Regions from separate parts of the Sus scrofa genome. Here region 1 is linked to region 2. A link is a contact called in public Hi-C data. All regions are on one chromosome and are shown on one strand. Each heading gives the region's core, a stretch centred on a gene start, on an enhancer-like site or on the middle of the called end of the contact. The rest is flanking DNA. Distances are from core to core; before and after follow the strand shown.

Evidence for each region. A called contact is a pair of places that touch in the nucleus more often than the background predicts.
Region 1: a Hi-C map of undifferentiated spermatogonia shows a contact between it and region 2, with 2.0 times the contacts expected there. The contact joins the promoter of NDUFB7 here to the promoter of ZNF333 in region 2. A contact is called at or near these places in 2 of 47 Hi-C or Micro-C datasets (epiblast stem cells and undifferentiated spermatogonia) and 1 of 2 datasets of contacts at active chromatin or transcription factors (alveolar macrophages).

The regions. Positions count from the first base shown.
Region 1 is chr2:64,717,258-64,720,437 of Sscrofa11.1, forward strand. It overlaps NDUFB7 (NADH dehydrogenase [ubiquinone] 1 beta subcomplex subunit 7), which reads left to right and starts at 1,635. Exons shown (of 3, transcript XM_003480775.4): 1 at 1,635-1,838. The coding sequence starts at 1,727.
Region 2 is chr2:64,606,553-64,610,015 of Sscrofa11.1, forward strand. It overlaps ZNF333 (zinc finger protein 333), which reads right to left and starts at 1,266. Exons shown (of 12, transcript XM_005654878.3): 1 at 1,161-1,266.

The DNA.
Region 1 (3,180 bases), core at 385-2,884, 110 kb after region 2:
CTTTGTTCTTCAGTAAATTTATTTTGTGTTTGTAATATGTGAGGTCTTCTAAAGCAAGCCAGAGACCTCTACTTGGGTCAAAGGGGTTCCCCTCTATTTGAGAGGACAGGTGTCCTGGATTAGAACACTAGTAGTGTATCCTGGGCTTTGTAGAATGGAGATATCAGGGTTTTGGGGGGTTTTTTTGTTTGTTTGTTTTTTTTCTTTTTACAGCTTCCCCCATGGCATATAGAAGTTCCCAAGCAATTGGTCAAATAGGAGCTGCAGCTGCCGGCCACAGCCACAGCCACAGCAGCGCTGGATCCAAGCCACATCTGAGACCTACACTTCAGCTTGTGGCAATGCTGGATCCTTAACCCACTGAGCAAGGCCAGGGATAGAACCTGCATCATCACGGAGACTGTGTCAGGTCCTTAACCTGCTGACCCACAATGGGAACTGCAAGACCCTGTTTTCAAATAAGATCGCATTCACAGTTTTTGGGGTGGGGGTGGGGAGGTTAGGACTTCAACATATTTGGGAGGGGGGGACAATTCAACCCATAGCACCTTGTCAAATGAAATCTAATCTTTCACTGCCAACTATCACTTCCCAGCACTGCCAGGCACCCATTGAAAGGCTTCTCTCTTGTGTTCCATTGTGCAGGATTCCAGATTTATGTTACAGGTACACAGTGAAGCCAAGAAGCATTTGGCAGTATTAAATAATGTATTAGACTTTCAAATATACTGTATAGCAATTCTTTACAGTGGCAACTACAGGAATACCAGAATCACAACTTGGTTTTGTTTTTTGTTTTTGTTTTGGTTGCACTCGCAGCATAACTTCTAGGCCACCAGGGAACTCCACTTGTTTTATTTTTACTATTCAATTGGACTTAAAATTTCAGCTTTAAATTGTTTTATTTATAAATAACTTTTATTTGCAAACTTAAATTTAATTAAAATATATATGTTAACTGTATTTAAATTTTTTATATTAGCTAATTACATACACCATCGGTATATATAATTTTTATATGTGCCAATGACATACATATCAGGTTTTTTACCGACAATTGGAATGTTTTAGAATAAAAACTTTTTTAATCAAAAAAAATATGATATATTGGTGTTCCCGTCGTGGCTCAGCGGTTAACGAACCAGACTAGTATCCATGAGGATGCGGGCTTGATCCCTGGTCTTGCTCAGTGGGTTAAGAATTCAGCGTTGCCGTGAGCTGTGGTGTAGGTCGCAGAAGCTGCTCGCATCCCGCTTTGCTATGGGTGGCTGTAGCGTAGACTGGCGGCTACAGCTCCGGATTGGATCCCTAGCCTGGGAACCTCCAAATGCCAGCCCTAAAAAGACAAAAAAAAAAAAAAAAAATATATATATATATATATATATATAATAGTTTTCATTTGTGCTCTAGCTCCGAGAGACCAGGGGTTACCTGGGAGGGGGGGAGGAGGCCCCAAACTCGTATCCTCCACCCTCCCCGGCCTAGATGGATTTCCAGATGTAGGGAGGTCTTCTCTGGCCATCCCTAGTGGGGAGCGCGCGCGTTGCTTCTCCTCCTAACCGCGAGGTGACGCTAAAGACACCTGAAGACCTCTGGAGTCGTTCATCTTTATGATCCCTGCTACGGCCCGAGCAACCCGGAAGTTGTGGCTGTCCAAGGGGGAATGCTTCCGGGCAGGAGCTAGGTGACCCCGGCTGCTTCAAGAACCTGCGGTGTGACAGCAGCCATGGGGGCGCACCTGGCCCGGCGCTACCTGGGCGATGCATCAAAGGAGCCCGACCCCCTGCGGATGCCCACCTTCCCGCCTGACTACGGCTTCCCGGAGCGCAAGGAACGCGGTGAGGCCCAATGCGCAGGCGCGGCCGGCGGGAGTTGGGCTAGAGACCTGAACGCCGGGGTCCCCAGTGGTGGGCTCGAGCGTAAAGCGGCGTGTCCATACTCAGCCCTGATCTCGGCCCGGAGGAGTACGGAGGATGCGCGTGACCCTGCCTGAGTGCGAAGGCATTCCAGGCAGAGAGCACGGTTTGAGTAAAAAGCTCTGGGGGTAAAAGAGAGTAGGAGAACGGGGTTTATGAGGCGCTCGGGGCTGGGCTTAGCCCTGGAGTTAATGGGGCAGCCATGGAAGGGTTTATCACGGAAGGGATGTGCTCATGGTACATCTGTCCAGACGGCACTCCTGTTTTTAGATATGATCGAGAAAACAAGGGGGGGCTCACTCACACCGCACATACTTTTTTTTATGTATTAATATCACAAGCATATCGAGCGCCAGTCCTGGGCCAAATTCCAAGTTGGGCATCGAGGATGCAGCAGGCACGATTAAAGGGAACTCACAGCTCTTTGAGGGAAACAGTGGAACCTGGCCGATCTTGGGGGACCAAGCAGTATCAAGGCGGGCTTCCCGGAGGCTGTGACTAGAAGCAAGACCTGAGGGGGATGCGGAGGAGTTGACCACAAGGAAACCAAGGAGAGGGGAGAGCTAGTGCTTCTAAACAGAGGAGGGACACGATCAGATTTGCTTTGTCCAGAGGTGGCGCTGGCTACCAGGTGGGCCACAATTTGGAGACAGGGAAACCTCTAGGGTGGGGGTGGTTCTGAGAGGTTTGGATTTGGAAGAACGTTGGGAGGTACAGTCCTCTAGTGTCTGAACTCCTGGTAGTCCCTTCAGCTCTCCCTGAACCTACAGCCCATCAGTACACCCACCTCCTTATCATGTTACTGAGCCTCACACCCAGCTTTGCCCATGATGAGTTTTGCAAACACCCACAGCCACCCCCCTGACCCCCATTCCTCTCTCGTGCTTAACCAAAACCCTGGTTAAAGCCAGCTCTTCTTGTCTCCTGTCCTTGTGTAGCTGAATGTCATGGGAGAAGAACATCCAACTTCCCTGACTGGTCTCTCAGTTGCTCCCCCAGTTGACCCTTCATGCTGCTGGTTTTTATGTGGCATTCCCTGGCCCTCTCTGTTGCTCCCCCTTAGGCCACTGTCTCACACCTTCTCTCTCAGCCTCCATCACCTCCTTTCAGCTAGTTTTTGCATCTTCATAAGAGAAGCATCCAGGAGTTCCCACTGTGGCTCGGTGGTAACAAACCCAACTAGTAGCCATGAGGATGCGGGTTTGATCCCTGGCCCCGTTCAGTGGGTTAAGGATCTGGCATTGCCGTGAGCTTCTGTGTAGTT
Region 2 (3,463 bases), core at 16-2,515:
AACGAATCCGACTAGGAACCATGAGGTTGCGGGTTCGGTCCCTGCCCTTGCTCAGTGGGCTAACGATCCGGCGTTGCCGTGAGCTGTGGTGTAGGTTGCAGACGCGGCTCGGATCCCGCCTTGCTGTGGCTCTGGCGTAGGCTAGTGGCTGCGGCTCCGATTAGACCCCTAGCCTGGGAGCCTCCATATGCCGCGGGAGCGGCCCAAGAAATAGCAACAATAACAACAACAACAACAACAAAAAGACAAAAAGACAAAAAAAAAAAAAAAAAAAAAAGAAGTGAGTCTTAACCCTATTATTTAAAAAAGACATCTCATTTATTACCAACTCAATTCCAATTCCCAGTACTAACAAAGCTTATGTTATCTTTTTCCTGGAGTCTCATGTTTTGAAATTTTACGATGATTTACAGGCTGGAGCCAATTTGAAAAGAAATGAATAGTCTTACCCTTCTTGTATGTTAGCCTTATGACATAAGTGAGAAAGAGCTTTTCTTCACACTGACCTGCGGTGAAGAAAACTTATACAAAGTAAAATTCACAAATTAAAAGTTCTTTTAAAAGAAAGAAAACAATGAAAAAAGAGAAAGGAAAAGGAAAGGAAAGCTAAGTTAACAGGTCCTAAGCTAAGAAACTGCAAAATGTCAGTCACCAAAAAAAAAAAAAAAACTAAACTCATCTAATTCATCACTTGATAGAGGGTACATTCAATTTTTAAAATTCACATGCCAAGTCACCCAAACCAATTTGCACATGTAGACTCAGACCTAGATTTCCATTTGCGAAGCTAAATAATCTGAAATGCAATACGAAATAAAACGTGATTAATAAACAGTTATCCTGCATAAGGGAGATACGCTAGGCCTACAAATCAAAGAGGACAAGTGAGTGCTGGGGCCGATGTCAACGGACCTAGACTGTACTTCGAGATTTCTCTTTCAATAGTAGGATAACAGTCCCGTCTGCTAGAACGAACGGTACCTGAGGGAGACAGACTGGGCAGGGGTAGACCGGCCGCAGAGCCGAGCTGTGCGGGCCCCATCCTGGCCCCCAGGCTACGACGGAAGAAAGCACGTCCGCCTGGGCGAACGTCCTAAACCCTCCGGCCACTCCCCGCGACAGCCGAGGCCTCCGAGCCTTCGAGAGGGGCCGGGCCGCACCTGCAGATTGGCGAGAGACACTCCCACCGCAGCGCGCCGCGCGTCCCTACACAGCCGCCACCATCCGCCGCCAATGCGCACTTCCGCTTCCGGTCTCAGGGCCGCCGGGAGCGGAAGTGGCCGGCGCACTGGCACTCTTGGCCGGAGGAACTTGCAGCGGTGGCGAAAAGGTTGACCTCTTAATCTATCCTCAGAGAAGAAATTCTAATTTCCTTCCTGGGGAGAGGAATGGGGTTAGGCTCTGGGGTGGGGTCACACTGGACCTGGAGAGTGGGGTTAGGGACGGGGCGTAAGCCTGATGGACTGAGCTAAGGACCAAGCCGGATGCGCGGGGAATGGAACGGAGCATGGGCTTGGTGGGTGGATTGGGGCTGGGCCTCGCTGGCATGTTGGGATGCACATTTTTTGACTTTTCTCTTTCCCTTCCTTTCTCCCGCCTCAGCCTTTCTCCTTTGGCTTCATCCAATCCCCTGCCCCCCCCCCCAAAAAAAAATCCATAGGTAAGATATTTTTGGTTTAGAATTTCTGATTTCTTATAAAAATAGGATTATATGTTCTATTTCTTCTACAACTTGCCTTTCTCACTGAAAATAAGATGTGAAAATCTATTCAACACAGGGAACTATATCTAATCACTCGTGATAGAACATGATGCAAGATAATGTGAGAAAAAATGTTATGTGTATATGTATGTATGTATGACCAGGTCACTTTGCTGTAACTGCAGAAGTTGACAACATTATAAATGTTATGTGTATATGTGTGTATGACTGGGTCACTTTGCTGTAATTGCAGAAGTTGACAACATTATAAATCAACTATAATTTTTAAGTTTTTTAAAAATCTGTTCTAGACAATGGAAGAGCCGACTTCATAAAATTATGTATTTGTTATGTAGTATAGATAATACATGCACATAGGAAAACTGGGGGTTTCTCCCTCTATGCCTTAGTTTTCTCCCCAGAAACAAACCACTGTGACTGGTTCCCTGATATCCTTTATATTTCAAGCACTATGTGTGTATTACTTCTCCCAATAACCTATATTGGGAGTTCCCTGGTGGTCTAGTGGTTAGGACTTAAGGCTGTCACGGCTGCAGCCCGGGTTCAATCCCTGGTCTGAGAACTGAGATTCCACATCAAGCCACTGCATGCTGCAACCAAAAAATAATAATATAGAGCAATCAGTTAATTGCTACATGCTAAGGTTACAAAGCCCCTTCCTGCACAGGCACTACAAGTGGAGGATTTAAGGGAAGATATATATGTAGAGAGAGAGATGAGGTTGATCCATGCCGATAAAACTAAACGCAATGTTCTGTGTGATATATTAGCAGAATATTTATTTTTAAAAAAACTAGTGAGATACAGAGGAGAAATCATAAAACTTGGCATAGTTGGTTGAAAGTAGATCTTGAAGGATGAATATCAAGTCATGCAGAATGGTTAGTGCAGTGCATGAGAAATGTTGCACCTTAGGGGTATAGTGTGAGCAAAAACACCAAGGTAAGGAGGAAATACTTGTTTTGGGAACACTGAGTAATGAGTTATGCCTAAAGATTATGTGCAAGATAAAACTTTGAGGTTAGTTTTAGATAATTTCAGCCTGAGGATATAGGAAATAAGACATTCTTTTAGTAAAGTAACAAAGTTTCTGATTCCCTGACAAGTGACTTGAGCACATATCTTGGGACTTTGAGCTTGTTACTCTTTTTTTTTTTTTTTTTTTTTTTTTTTCCCCCTAAGCTCTCTGTCTTATATAGAAGCAACCAACTGGCTTTGCAGTCCTTGAATTCCTCATTTGCTCCTTGGACTTATGAGAGTTGCCATAAGCATATGTCATTGATCCAAGGCACCTTCTGTTTGGGACCACTTGCTCACACCTCAGCTCTGTCTTCATCAGCATCAGGGAAGCCTAACATGGCAGAGAGAAAAACACAAGATATACAAGCATTGTGTACCCTAGCACTCAATGTGGTCTGTCCACTCACACCTAAGTGTTAATTTACTATCTCTCCTTTTGTTTCTCACTGTGTTTTAAGTTTATTTGGTAAACCATAAGCATTTCAATTTGGCCTGTTAGCCTTTCTATTCTGTGACCTCCAGCATGGCTTGCCTGGTGATATAGTCAGAGGCTGTCATTGCATTAAGGTTATTTACCAATGACAGGCACAGACACTGATGTGGCCAGACACTGATGTGGTGCTGGATACTAACTCTTGATCCTTTGGCACTAGTACCCCCCAAAAATCTTGTATAGCTGTTACTACCCTCACCAACATGGGTCCCCTAAAATTCTTGCCT